2 separate regions of the Mus musculus genome follow, and region 1 is linked to region 2. Evidence: chromatin contacts called from public Hi-C data. All regions are on one chromosome and are shown on one strand. The core of a region is the stretch at or near the end of the contact, and the rest is flanking DNA. Distances in the headings are between cores, read along the strand shown.

The links. A called contact is a pair of places that touch in the nucleus more often than the background predicts.
Region 1: a Hi-C map of cortical neurons shows a contact between it and region 2, with 2.4 times the contacts expected there. The contact joins two enhancer-like sites. A contact is called at or near these places in 2 of 484 Hi-C or Micro-C datasets (cortical neurons and embryonic stem cells).

The regions. Positions count from the first base shown.
Region 1 is chr13:24,991,551-24,998,814 of GRCm38.p6, reverse strand. Mrs2 (MRS2 magnesium transporter) reads left to right here. Exons shown (of 11, transcript NM_001013389.2): 7 at 1,671-1,787; 8 at 3,318-3,470; 9 at 3,973-4,090; 10 at 5,032-5,145; 11 at 5,627-6,520. The coding sequence ends at 5,737. It overlaps Gpld1 (glycosylphosphatidylinositol specific phospholipase D1), which reads right to left. Exons shown (of 26, transcript NM_008156.2): 26 at 6,879-7,264. Among named protein-coding and RNA genes, the nearest start is that of Gm52042, 13 kb to the left of the region's middle. Within about 2 kb of position 5,499, at least 27 of the 459 cell types and tissues checked have an H3K27ac peak or open chromatin away from gene starts, as enhancers often do. A contact at or near this core is called in cortical neurons, where this site is marked.
Region 2 is chr13:24,683,277-24,690,494 of GRCm38.p6, reverse strand. Ripor2 (RHO family interacting cell polarization regulator 2) reads right to left here. Exons shown (of 23, transcript NM_029679.2): 9 at 986-1,029. Among named protein-coding and RNA genes, the nearest start is that of Ripor2, 48 kb to the right of the region's middle. Within about 2 kb of position 3,059, at least 36 of the 459 cell types and tissues checked have an H3K27ac peak or open chromatin away from gene starts, as enhancers often do. A contact at or near this core is called in cortical neurons, where this site is marked.

The sequences.
Region 1 (7,264 bases), core at 4,250-6,749, 310 kb before region 2:
TGCTTCTTGTTTATAAATGGTAACAGCTTTCCACACTGTACGCAGGCTGTCTGCATCGCCATACTTTATTTTCTTTTGTGGGAGGGGACTCCAGGGAGGATGAGACCTACTTCATTACATACCCCAGGCCGACCTTGACCTCGGGGAAGCTTGGACTTGCTGCTGTCTCCTGCCTTAGCCCCCTCAGTGCTGGGATTTAGTTTTTATATGAAAATAGTGCATTTCTTTTTTGAGTGTTATCGGTGGAAGATTGAACCAAAAGGAGCACACAATCTAATAGTGTTCAGAAAGATACTGCACGAAACTTTGTTTCCAGCCCATCTGTCATCCCGTTCAGTTGTTGATGCTGTCTTTATTTTGATAGCAAATTCATTAATCTAAATCCAGATTCACGTATCCCCTACTGTAAAGCCCATGTTCATTTTCTAAAATCATAACTTATCAAAGAATTTAAATGTTGTCATAGTCAATTTGTGTCACAGTTTAAATAAATATATTCTGAGAATTGTACTCTCCTGGTGTCATTGAAAATTTAACAACTAAGGGCTGTGGCTGTGGCTGTGGCTGTGGCTGCGGCCTCGGCTGCGGCTAGCTTAGTGGTAGATATCTTCCTCGTGTGTGAGGCCCCAGCACCATATTAAAATTTGCTGTGAGAGGGAAGGTTGTGATTGTCAGAGCTGGCGTAGTGGTTAAGTGCACCTTTCTCATGCTCCCACCCCCGCCCCTTTTGCACATACCCTGTCACGTGTTAAGTGCTGAGACCTAAACTGAGGTTCTCTGGGACAGCAGAGTGTGTCCTTAACCACTGGGCCATCTCTCTGACAACCACACTCCTCCCCCCATGTCAGATTTTAGCTGTCAGTGTTTTGAATATTTTTTTTTTTGTGGTGCTGAGGATTGAACCCTAAGCCTCATACACACTAGGTGAGCAATAGACACAGCATTTAACTTAAACTTTCAAAAAAAGCTGGATAGTACAAGTCTCAGAGTATATTTATTTAAATTATGACACAAATTCACTTAGGTGGTTAGGTTTGGTGGTAAGCACCTTTGCCTGCCAAGCCATCTCACCAGCACCCATATCAGGTGGCCCACAACCACCTGTAACTCCAGCTCCAAGAAGCCAACACTCTGGCCTCAGTTGGCACACAATAGGACACATGGCATAGGCACACACAGACACATAAATATAAGTAATTTTTAAAAAGAATGTGCAAAGCTAGGTATGGCACCTCACGTGTAATCCCAGCACTCAGCAGTCTACAGCAGGAGGATTGCCTCCAGTTGGATGCCAGCCTAGGCTACAGAGTGATGCCCTCTCTCAAAGAGGGGTAGGCCAAGGGTGTAAGTGATCCGAGCCAGCCTTTGCCTGCGCGATTCCCCCTTCAGAGCTATACACAAAGGCTGAGTGGTTGTCCATCCCCTTCCTGCAGGACTCACAAACGAGACTACAAGCCGCTTCTCCGGCTTCTTTCTCTTACCTGTAACCTACCTCCTACAAACGTCCTCCATGCACCTCTTCAGCCATCCCCTGGCCTGATTCATCGCAGAGTCCTTAGTTAAGGATAATGCCCACATGTTTTGCCTTAGCCTTATAAGTTGCCCTTCACACTTACATGAAATGATGCACGTTTATGGTGCTGACCTCTGCTGTGTAACTATTCTTACAGTCTCTCTGAGTTAGAAACAGACATTAAAATTTTCAAAGAGTCGATTTTGGAGCTCTTGGATGAGGAGGAGATGCTGGAAGAACTCTGTCTGACCAAGTGGAGCGACCCACATGTCTTGTAAGTGGAGCCTTGTGTTGTTTCTCCCTCAGGTGAGCCTGTATTCTTCTAGACAGAGAATAGGTGTTTTTTAGCTTTAGACACTGTGTGTTGCGCAGGTCCCAGCTCAGTGAGGCTGCATTGCGTGCACATTGCATTCCAGCTGCTGGGCTGAAGAGAACATAAATATATCGCAGTTAGCCCCAGGGAATGGATCACTAAGCAACATATGCACAATGCAATAAGTTCCCTAAGAAGCAAAGGCAACAGTTGCATGGTAAGGAGAAGGGGATTGGATTCCATAAGCCTTGTCTGCTGTAAACACATAGCTTACACACTTTCTGATTCATAAACCTAGAAATATTTGGTTTTTTAGAAACTGCTAAAAAAGGTCCAAACACAAAGTATAAAGCTCACTGTCTGATCTTTAATACTTGGCAATGCCTTTAAAAGTCACTGGAGACTTGAGTCTCCTCCAGTACTGGGACCAGAGCCTATAGAGAGATGCACTCTCTAGACAGAGGTGCAGTTGTAAGTGCTCTTGCTCTTCACTAGCTAAGAGCAAGCAGGGGGCAGGTGCAAGCGTCTGTGCGAGCATGCTGACCTGAGCTGGATGCCTGGAGTCCATGGGAAAGGGAAAGGAGGGTGCAGCCGTATGCTGTCTTCTGACTCCCACGTCACTCGCACACCATAAACAGTAACAAGTACTTTCTCTTTTTTTAGTTCCCCCAAGACAAAACATACGACCCACTCTTCCTACCATTTAATCCTACAAACATGCCAATGCAATTCACTTTTACCAAATCTATCCTGCAGGAAAGGTGTGCCTTAGAGTACTTTACGGCCTCAGTCGACAGTCAGACCTGTGGTATCTATCCACCCACACAGGCTAGAGCTTCACACTGCTAATAGGATGTGTTCGGGGAAGCAGATAACAGCAGTTAGGTCCTCTGCTCACTCATCCAGGGAGGATGAAATCAGCTACTGCTGTACTTGATTGTATTCAAAGGGACATGCTTTTTCAAATATGCATAGGTGTTTTGCCTGCATGTATGTCTATGTACCACTTGTATGTTCCATGTCTACAGAGGCCAGAAGTGGGCATCAGATCTCTGAGAATTGGAGATTCTCAGATTACAGATGGTTGTGAGCCACCATGAGGGTGCTAGAAATCAAACCCAGGTCATCTGGAAGACCCTTAACCACTGAGACATCGTCCAGCCCCAGGAAATGCTCTTTTCAAGTTAATCTGGGTTCTCTTGTGCTCCATAGTGCCCTAGTGTTTGCACTATCTCATCAGTATTCACAGCTGCGTTTCCATGCGTCTTTTGGATTGAGGGCCTGGGCACAGTGATTTGAGCTCCTCTGAGTAGGGCTGCGTGCATATGCTTAGGATCAGTTGACAGAGCTCACAAATGGGATGCAGTCACAGCAGGTGAGACAAGGCTAGACAACAAACTAGACAAGGCTAGCTCTCTCCCCGGTGGCTGGAGTTGGGGGTCAGGATGCACTGCACAGTGTTGGGTTTGCTGACTGTTGACTGTACTGAAGTGAGAAGAGCAGCACTGGGATCGACCACGCAGAGGAGATGGAGCTGCTGCTGGAGAACTACTACCGCTTAGCAGAGGACCTCTCCAACGAGGCGCGCGAGCTTCGGGTCCTGATTGACGATTCGCAGAGCATTATCTTCATCAACCTAGACAGGTGAGGATGCCCTACAGAGGGGGCAAGCACTGCAGTTAGGAACGAAGAAGCACTTTTTAAAACAATGGCATTTGGAAGAAGTCACACCATCACATCTGGGACTACTCCAGTGGGCTTTATTGGTTACCTATGGCCTGGCTAAAGCACTGAATGATGCATGGGTTTTTTGGACTCAGAGTTTGAGGGAAACTTGAGGTAGCTGCTCATATGTCCTAGTCAGGAACCAGTGAGGTGAGTGCTGTGCTGTGCTCACTTCCCTGTGAATGCTCTCCAGGTCCCCAGCTGCGGACTAGTGCCACCTATGGCAAGGGTGGGTCTTCCCACCTCAGTTAAGACATTTGTTTCTATGGTGATTCTAAACTTTGTCAAGCTACAATATTATAATACATCACAGGAGTTCCTTTTGAAGGTGAAGAGTGACCACCCCCAGCCTCCATCGGCCTTCACTCGGTGTTGCTGGATCTGGGTGTGTGCTGGTCTGAGTGGGCTGTTTTCTCTGCAGCCATCGCAATGTGATGATGAGGTTAAATCTCCAGCTGACCATGGGAACCTTCTCCCTTTCACTCTTTGGTCTGATGGGAGTTGCTTTTGGCATGAATTTGGAATCTTCCCTTGAAGAGGTAAGAATGCAACTCTTTAAATAGCTCACAGGATTTTATTTTATAATGTTTAAATGGTCAGATTTGTTTGAAGTATATTCGTTCCCTTTCTCATTGCTGTGACAAAATCCCTGGCAAAGGCAACACAAGGTGCAAAAAGTTGGTTTTGGCTCACAGTTAAAGGAGTCACAGTCCATCATTGCGGGGAAGGCAAGGTCGCAAAGCAGGAGGCGTCTGGTCATGTGGGCCACAGTCAGGAGCAGGGGGCTCGCCCCCTCTGGAGACCCTCCCAGAATTGACTCCTGAGGGGTTCCAAATCTAGTCAAGCTGACAATAAAGATGTCACCTGAGCACAGGCTATAACTCACTTAGAAGTCAGGCAGTTACCAGTGGCCCCTGTGCGTTATTTCCTAGAACATGGAAGTACCCAGGAGACACTGACTAACTGTGAGGCAGTGGTAATAAGGGATTTTATTTTAGTTGTGTGTTCCTGGGAGTTTACATATATAGGGCTTCTTTGGTACAGTTACCACAACTCTATAAAATAGACACATTTCCCCTACTTTGTAGATGAGAGCCTCAGGAAACTAAAGTTGCACTTCTATAAAACAAGAGGATTTCAACCCAAAATGAAATCCTTTCTCATCCTGGTGTGGTGGTGCACACCTGCAGATCCAGCTCTTCAAGCCCAGGAATTGAGGGCCAGCCTGGGCTGCAGAGCAAAGCCTTGCCTTTACAGCATTTTCTGATAGTTGCATTATACACAGTCCCAGGTGCAGCAGACCCCAGTTGTGAGGAGACTGAGGAGTAGTCCTGCCCTCGCCGTGGTGTTTGGGCTTTCTTTACTGCAGGCCTTGTCCTCGCTGCTTTTTATGGAGCACTCTTCAATGGCGGGGAGCTTGTCTGTGAGGAGCCTGACCCCCCCCCCCTCTTTGTGACTGGAACAAACTCATTTCTTTCAGGACCATCGCGTGTTTTGGCTGGTTACGGGGATTATGTTTATGGGAAGTGGTCTCATCTGGAGGAGGTTGCTCTCATTCCTTGGAAGACAGCTGGAAGCTCCTGTGCCCCCTGTGGTATGGACTTGGGGTTCACGGCAGCACTGCTGGGCTCTCTGCAGATCTGGGCCAAGGGTCAGGCAGCCTGGGTTTCAGTGGTCGCAGGCTTTGTAACCCTGTGCAAGTTCTCCTTACTTTCCCTTCTAGTAATCCAGTCCACACTATGTGCATCCTATGATGTAGACAGTTAAATAAGGTGGGATGCTTAGCAGTGTCCAGCACAGTGAATCAGCTGGAAATGACTTGGTTTCTGTAGAACACTGGCAGGAATCCTACACTGAGACAGATGCTCTGCAGGGCTTTCCTGTAGCTGTGCTGAAATGCAGCTAGCTGTAGTGTTCTCATGAGCCTGGGGGCTGCCCCTCCTTTCCTCCCTTGTCTGTGGAGTCAGCACTGCTGGAGGAAGTGCACGGGCACGGACCTGCCCAGCCTTCCCTTACCCTCTGGTTAGTGGTTTCTAAGGAAACACAAACTGAAATTCCTTTCCTGCTTTATGTAGATGACCTCCTTACCTAAAAAGACCCTTCTGGCCAATAGAAGGATGGACGTGAAAAACAGCCTCAGGCCGGAAGGACTTGGAGCAAGCAGGACTATCCTGGCAAGCCGCTAGCAGCAGCCTGACAGACAAAGATTTGTATACTTCTGAAGCTATTATTACTTTCTGGGGAAAAAAGACAACTGGTGTTTAAATTATGTCTGACTAAAAATACTGTGGCATTCACAATACTAAACTTGATCACATCTTCAGAATTCTTTGAGACTAAGAAGAGGTTTCTTTGTAAAAGGCCAAAACCCTGTGTCCTACCAACTTTTGAAATACTGTTTTTATGGGCTTTTTAAAGTATAGATTAATTTATTGTGAGGTAGACTTATGTAGATTCAGCGTCATTCTACATATCAAGAAGAGTGCAGCTTCGTGCTGAAGGAGCCCAGGGACTGGCAGAGCCCATGGTTCCTGAGCACACAGACCTCACTTCCTCGCGCAGGGAGGGACCCACACTCCTAGCAGGTTCTCACTCAGGAACGAAAGCTAATGGATCTGTTAGCCTTGCAGCAAGCTCTGGAGGAGTGTTAGACCTTCCAGGCATTTGCTCTCTTTTATATATAAGATGAATGAAAGGAGGTATAATTTAATGTCAGCATATTTGGATTCCAGTTAATCAAGATTCTTACTATTTTTTGATTAGTTATAAATAGAACCATGGGAGTTAGGTTTAAAGAAGGAGTTTGTTTATTCTCTTACAATTTTATAGCTGTTTTGATGATTGCCTGTTTTAAGAGATTGTCCTACTACCCCCTCCCCAGGAGAAAATGTATACAGCCAGCTAATGTGTTTGCCGACCTCTCAGAAGTTAGCAGATGGGCTTGTCAAACAAGAACGTAGCTAATGCAAGAACTGTGGGAACGTGATCTTCCCAGTCAAAAGTTCTCGTTTAAAACAAATGGCAAAGCAGGCCATGGTTGCTCCACCAGCTGTGCCTCCAGTCCTTGAGAGGCTGCAGCAGGGAGATTACAAAGAGTTTGAGGCCAGCCTGGGCTACAGATTACGTTCTAGGCCAGTGAAGGTTATAGAGTGAGTTCCAGGCCCACCTGGACTATAAGTAAGACACTGACTCAAAACACCATCTGAAATGAGGCTGCGAGTGCTGCTCATTTTAGAGTGCTCACTCGCCTGGTGGAGCAGAGCTGGGGGGTCAGCCCTCTAACTGCACGGGAAGAGACAGATCGCTCATACCTGTAAGTTTGGAAGCTGTTGTTCTAATAACCATTCAGCCTGCCCTTGTGTGTTCTCAGGAGGTTTCATACAGTTGTGTGCTAGAACATTACAATACCAAAAAGTGTGCTTCCCAAAGTAATGCACTTGTAAGACTATAGTGAGGCCAGAGCAACGCTTAGCCTACAGGGAAGGAATAATGAAGTGCTTCCACCCCAAAATGTAATTAATTCACCTCACATAAAAGGACAGAACCGGCAGTTTAAAGTTTTTAAAGGTGGCTAGGTCAGGTAGGGTTTTTGAGTGACAGTGCTCCTTAAAGGGACTGTAAATAGCAAATACTGAGTTTAGTGATTGAGAAAGCAGTCACACATCAGGTGTGAGCAAAGAGGTGGGATCCGGTCTGTCCTTAACGTTCAGAGC
Region 2 (7,218 bases), core at 1,810-4,309:
CAACAATATGAACTAACCAGTACCCCAGAGCTCGTGTCTCTAGCTGCATATATAGCAGAAGATGGCCTAGTTGGCCATCATTGGGAAGAGAGGCCCCTAGGTCTTACAAACTTTATATGCCCCAGTACAGGGGAATGGCAGGGCCCTGTACTGGGAGTGGGTGGGTAGGGGAGTGGGGGGAGTATAGGGGACTTTCAGGATAGCATTTGAATTGTAAATAAAGAAAATATCTAATAATAATAATAATAATAATAATAATAATAATAATAAAAGAATTGTCTGGGTCTTATGTGAAAGATTGTCCTTTCAGTGTTGGGAGAGGAACTGAGGGAGGAAGGGTCATAATTGGTAGTGAGCGACGTATATGAGGATGGTAATAGTGGGGTGTATGGAACTGCCATGTTCCACATGTGGGAGTCAGTTCTCAGATTACCCTCCAGACTTTCTCACTGGCTCAAAATGTTAAAAGACAAATGAAGGAAAAATAATAACAACTGGACTCAGGCCTGATGGTACATGCCTGACATCCAAACTGAGGCAGGAGGATCACAAGTTCAAGTTTTAGCTTGAACAAACAACTTTATGAACTGCGGTTTCAATAATAAAAAGTAGAAGTGGGGAAATGGCTCAGCATTAAGAGCACATACTATTCTTGCAGAGAACCCAAGTTCAGTTTCCAGCATCTACAGGAAGCACAACTGCCCCAAACTCAAGCTTTGGTCTCTGTAGGCACCTGCATCCTGTGCACATACCTACACAAACACATATAGGCACTCCTCTACACACACACACACACACACACATTTTAAAAAAGTAAAACATTGACTGAAGATGTAGCTCAATGGTAGAGCATTTGCTTAGCATGTACAAGTTCCTTGGTTAATAGTACCAGAACAGCAGCAGCAGCAGCAGCAACAACAACAACAATCATAACTATAGCCCTTCAAGCCTTCAATGCCAACATGCAGACCAACACATTACTTACTTCATATTGATCTCCAGGACAGAGGCGGGCAAAGCCAGCCAGACCTGAAAACAAGAGATCGTTCTGTGAGTTGCAGAACACATTTCCCTTCTTTAGAGACACAATTTGTCATGGGTTAAAAACTCATGTAATAATGTAACAGGTGTAGGAGCATCTTCAGAGAATAGCCTTTGTGGGGATATACAGCTAGCAGGACATGCCCCTTAGGGTGGTGGGAGGAGGTTTCAAGGGGAGTCTGTTGGGTGGTGAGAACTCTGTGTACCTTTGGCAGATTTCAGGATCAGGGCAGCAGGACCAAAAAGACCTATTCTTTCACTGACCAAAATATTCCCATGCAAATAAACTGGCCTCTTGGTTTTCCTGTCTCCCAAGATCTGTGACACTAGATACCTTCCTGTGAGTCCTTGTCCCCACACCTGTCACTTGTCTGCAGCACACTCATTCCTGTTTCTCTCATTCTACTTATATAGCACAGTGATGCCACTGTTGATGCTTATGAACTTGCTAGAAGTAGACTGTCATGTACCCCACACTGGTGATTAAGAAAACAAACCCAGGGGCTAGAAAGATGGTTAAGCAATTGTGAGCACCGACTGTTCTTCTAGAGTGCCTGGGTTCAATTCCCAGCACCCACGTGGCAGCTCACAACTGTCTGCAGCTCCAGGATCTGACAGAGACAGAACTCAACTGCACATAAAAATAAATATAAATAAAGAAAAGAAAACAAACTAAATCCAATCAACAAACTGCCAATAGCCTGTTCCTTCAAAAGAAGAAGTGTGTCTTAGGATGATTAATGCTGCGATGAAACACCATGACCAAAGCAACTTGGGGAGGAAAGCGATTATTTAGCTGAAGCGTCACTGTCACGATTCATCAGTGAACGGAAGTCAGGACAGGAGCCCAAACAGGGCAGGAACCTAGAGTCAGGAGCTGATACGAAGGTCATGGAGGCTATGGAGGGTTTCTGCTTATTGGCTTTCTCAGCCTGCTCTCTTATAGCACCCAGGACTCCCAGTCCAGGGATGGCACCACCCACGATGGGCTGGGCCCTTCCCCATCATCACAAATTAAGAAAATGTTCTATGGCTGGATCTTATGGAGGCATTTTCTCAAATGAGGCGCCCTCCTCTCAGGTGACTCTAGCCTGCGTTGATTGACAGATCCAGTTAGCACAAGGTGCCTTTTCTTCCCCTGTGTCATCTGCAGGTCAACTTGAGCCTACCGCTTCAGCAGCAACACCTTGTCAGAATACACGGCCGCCGCCCTGGGACAGCTCCAGAGTCCCAGCTTCCATTACCCTTTCCACCTTCCTATTGATATTTACCAAAAGCCCACTGTGTGAGGGTGAAAATATTAATTTACATTTTAGAATTTCTCACTAAAAAAAAAAAACTATGACATAATTGCAGTGAAAAAATCAGCACAGACGTTTTCTATTTCTAACCTTTGAGTCCTGGGGCAAGTTTCTCCTGTGCTTGTACGTGCTTGTGCATGTATACACAGGCATATGTATGCCTATGTTTGCGGATGCTTCATAGACCCTTTTTTTTTTTTTTTTTTTTTTTTTTTCCTTTTTGAGATGGGATCTCTTACTGAACCTGGAGGTTGCTGTTTGGTTAGATTGGCTGGCCAGAAAGCACAGGGACCTACTACCCATCTCAAGTCCCTTTTCCATCAGAGGCCAAGTTGGGATTATAATCACATGACCCGATGCCCAGCTTTTTATGTGGGCTCTGCAGATCCAAACCCATATCCTTTTGCTCGCTTTATGCTGTCTTCCCTGCCCTGGGTTGTGTTTCTAGCAAACAAGATTTTACTCACGTAGACATAACAAGGATGATGTCACACTGTGTGTTTTACCTTCAGTGAATGGCTCAATTTATCTCAAATGGACAAATCTGCTTCCCATTGACCCATGGGCATGGTGATGAATAAGACGAATCCAGGGAAGCTTCAAAATGGGCTCACCTCTTACCATCTTTCGACACTAGATGGCAGCAGCTCACCAACTTGGCATGCCTTTTAGTTGGCGAGCCCATGCATTTAGGAGCAGCTCTCGCTAACAATTAGAAGCTAATGAGCCACTTAGGAGGACCCACTGTAATAAAAGCAGGATTGGAGGAAGCGATTTTCATGAATAATTCTGGAGCATTTAGGCTTTTTTCCCCCACCTCCACAAAAACACATCGGAAAGAAAGCACTGCTGGCTGGCTTTTATGAATCTGAAGCCCAATGTGCTAATTCTAAGAAAACCCTATTTACCCTTTGAATACCTACAAATTATCAGCTCCTGGTTAATCCACTAGCTGGTTACATGTTGAGGTGACAATAGGGACCCCGCTTCAGGGAAGCTGACTATGTACCATGATGGATACGTTGAGAAGGGTGGGGGGACTCTTTGACGATCTCCCTTCTCAAAATCACCAGAAATTTCTTATCACGGGAGGAGGAGGGCTGGGGTCGTGATGAGTTTTGGGTCTCACTGTCCATGGAATGAACACACCTTATTGACATTCCTTATAAGGCATCTCCAGCCTCTGGTGACAGTGATAACAGCAGAATGGCAGCAGGTAGGAGGAGCCAGTTCCAGCCGAAGCTCCCCAGGCGGGGGGAGCACTTCTGCTGGAGCACCAGCTATCGTGGACTTTGGGGCCTGGCTAGGTTCTGCAAATTCTGGCCCAAGGCCCTGCTGGCATTTCTACAGCTGCGAAAAGCCCAGTGTTTTCTCAGCTGCTTGGTGGTAACTGTTGTATCAGCTAGGTTTTCATGATGGCCACTCAGAAATCATCCCTGGGTTCCCTCAGGTGGGTCTCTTTTGATCTTTTACCTTGCTCCTGTGTTAATGATCCAACAGCTCTTCCACAGCCTGAATGGAGGACAGGGTGCTGCCCCCAGTGTGACTGTGGATAAATGATGCCCCCGCTCATGGTTGAACATTTGGCCACCAGCTGGGTAGCTCTGTTGTGGGAGGTTATGGAGTCTTTAAGAGTTAGGGCCTAGCTGGAGGAATCAGACACTGGAGAGTGTGTTCTTGAGGTTTATAACTCTGCTTTGCTTCCAGCCTGTGTCTGGCTTCCTGATCCACTCTAACCCCTGCCTCAGCTGCCGGCCTCTCCGACTACCATAGCTCCCCTTCCCATAGTGGACTAAACTCCTCCAAATCTTAAGCCGCCACGGATCGTTTTCCTCTTAAGTTGTTTCTTTCAGAGAATTTATCACAGTGGAGAAAGGTTGCAGATACAACCTCATAGCTATCTACAGCTACACAGCTATAGAGCCTCCCAGCTACCTACAGCCACACAGCTGCTCACCTGGCTCCCCGTGCCACTGGCTGCCTTTGCTCAGACACGGTTCTGGTCATAGAAGTACTCCATTGTTTCCCAGTTTTGCCATGACCTTCCTAAGAGTGTACCTCGGACTGTGTCTTAGTACTGGCCTTCCTGCTTCCTGGGCAGGTTTCCCAGTTCATCCTAAAGGCCATGGTGACCAGCTAGCACTGACCTCTGGACATGTGTCCTCCTGGAACTCATTTGAATGAGGTCATCGTTGGGAAGAAAAGCAGTTTTCTGTAAGACACGCAGTTCTTAGCTTCTTTTCTGATTTGGGGTCCTGAATCCAGCTGGGTCCTTACAGGTTTTTGGAATCTGGCCTCAACAGCTCCCCACAGCACTTTTACAGAGCACAGAGATCACAGCACCCCCCCCCCCCCCCGACAGCTTTGGGCAGCATCCCCGCCTTCAGGAGGGACTTTCAGTTTAGTTGTTCTAGCCAGAGGTTATTCAGGACGCTCTCTGCACCCCCCCCCCCCATCCTTTCCTCAGTGGGAACCTTCACTTAACATTTTTTATTTTTTCTTTTCTTCTTTCTGTCTGTCCCTCTGTTCCTCTTCCTTCCTTCCTCTTCTTTCCTTCCTTCTCTCCTTCTTGCCTTTCTTTCCTTCTCTCTCTGTCTCTTTTTCTTTTTTAAAGATTTATTTATTTATTTATTTCTATGTATTTGAGTACATAGTTGCTGAACAGATGGTTGTGAGCCTTCATGTAGTTGTTGGGAATTGAATTCTTAGGACCTCTGCTCACTCTGGCCAATCAATTCTACTTGCTTCGGCCCAAAGATTTATTTATTATTATATATAAGTACACTGTAGCTGTCTTCAGACAGCGCCAGAAGAGAGCATCAGATTTCACTACAGGTGGTTATGAGCCACCATGTGGCTGCTGGGATTTGAACTCAGGACCTTCGGAAGAGCAGTCAGTGCTCTTACCCGCTGAGCTACCTCGCCAGCCCTTTTCTTTTCTTTTCTTTTCTTTTCTTTTCTTTTCTTTTCTTTCCCTTTCCCTTTCCCTTTCCCTTTCCCTTTCCCTTCCTTCTTTCTTTTTCATTCTTTCTTGACAGTGTCTCACTGTGAAGCCTAAGCTGGCCACAACCTCACAATCCTCCTGCCTCAGCCTCAAGAGTGCTAAGATTATAGGCATGGACCAGCAGACCCGACTTAATTTTCTGTTTTCTTTTGAGACAGTTTACAGCTAGCTTTGTACTCAGATCCTCCTGCCTCTGCCCTAGCAACCCCTCCATCCATCCTGGGCTCAAGCATCTACAACAGTCTGGTCATGTGTTTGCTCATGTATGCCCACTGCGTGAGGATGTGATACTCAAAGGTTCCCCTCCACCCTGCATCTCCAGACAACTGTGGTGTCCTGGGGTCATGAAGTGACAGAGGCTGGTGTGCATAGCTTAGCAGCTCTTGTCCCCATGTCTTTATCATCACCATCTCGAGGGCAACTGCCTTTCAGATTGTAGTTAGTTGTGGAGTTGAGCAAAAGGGAAGTGTGGGAGGGTGTGGCAGGAGGAACTCAGGGGTTGTCAGATCTGAGAATGTGATGCAAGTGCTTGGCTTTGGGAACAGGGGTGAGGGTAGAGGTTGAGGTGTATACTAATCAAACATAATGGACAGCAGTAGCTCATGAGAATTTGGGATGTCTTCTCACTCCTTTTGTGGAGGGAGAAAAGGACGGGGCGTGTGTGTGTGTGTGTGTGTGTGTGTGTGTGTGTGTGTGTGTGTGTTTAATCAGAGCTGTAGTTTCTGGGTTTTTTACGTTAGGAGGGTAGAGGTGATAAAAGTTGAGTTTAGGGCAACCAAGGAAGCATAAGAGAAAAGTGGGCAGAGGGATAGCAGAGCATATGGCTCAGGCATTCAGTGTCTCAGCCCAAGTCACTCAGTTCACAGTTGGTGACCAGGGCATCCACCCATGACAGAAGCTTACTCCCTCCAGATCTGAGATTTGGATTATGTGGGTGGGTGGGTGGGTAGTCCCTTCCCCATGCCATACCTTTTAGGTGCTTATGTTTTAAGCTGATGGGAATCCCTTCTCTAGTGAAAACTGGCATTTGATGGTTGATAGTGTCTGCTCAATTATTAGGACTTCTTCATAATGTGGCATTGAGGTGGTCATGTACTGGCAGCGGTGATGGTTAATTTCCATGGTCAAATTGTTTGAATAAGGAATGCCTAGAAGTGGGTATGGTGGTGGCTGACTATAGTGAGCAGAGTAAGAAATGCCTTTTAGACATGTAAAAATAGTGAGGATCCCACAAGACTGGGGAGTCTCCTGAGCCAGGACTACTGTTGGAGACTGAAACCAGACCTTTAGCTAAGTTATGTTCACAGGTGAGCAGATTTGGAGAGCTAGGCTAAGAACCATAGTTAAGAATTTACAGTGTGAACCTTGTGTGATGACCCTCAGCATAAGAAAATACAACGTTTGTTATACAAACTAAGTATGCCTACCTTATTGCTCGAAACAGTGACTATAACCCTAGCACTCAGTGGGTAGTGAGTGGTAAGAATATCAAGAGTTCAAGGTCAGCTTCAGGTATGTAACAAATACTCAATGAGACCCCATCCAGAAATAAGGAAATGAAAGGGAAGGGAAGGGAAGGGAAGGGAAGGGAAGGGAAGGGAAGGGAAGGGAAGGGAAGGGAAGGGAAGGACGAGACTCTGAGAATTAATGAGGCATAACCCTTTGGACATGTCCATGAGGGTGTTTCCAAGATCTTTAGAAGTTAAGACACACCCTGAATGCAGGCTTGGATATTAAACTGAATAAAACAAACAAACAAACAGGAGTGGTGGTGAGGTGAGCATCAGCATTGTCCTTTTTCTGCTCCTGGTCCTGGGAAATTTAAGGCATCTCAACTGCAGACCCCCACAGCCATGAGCTCTTTTATACCCT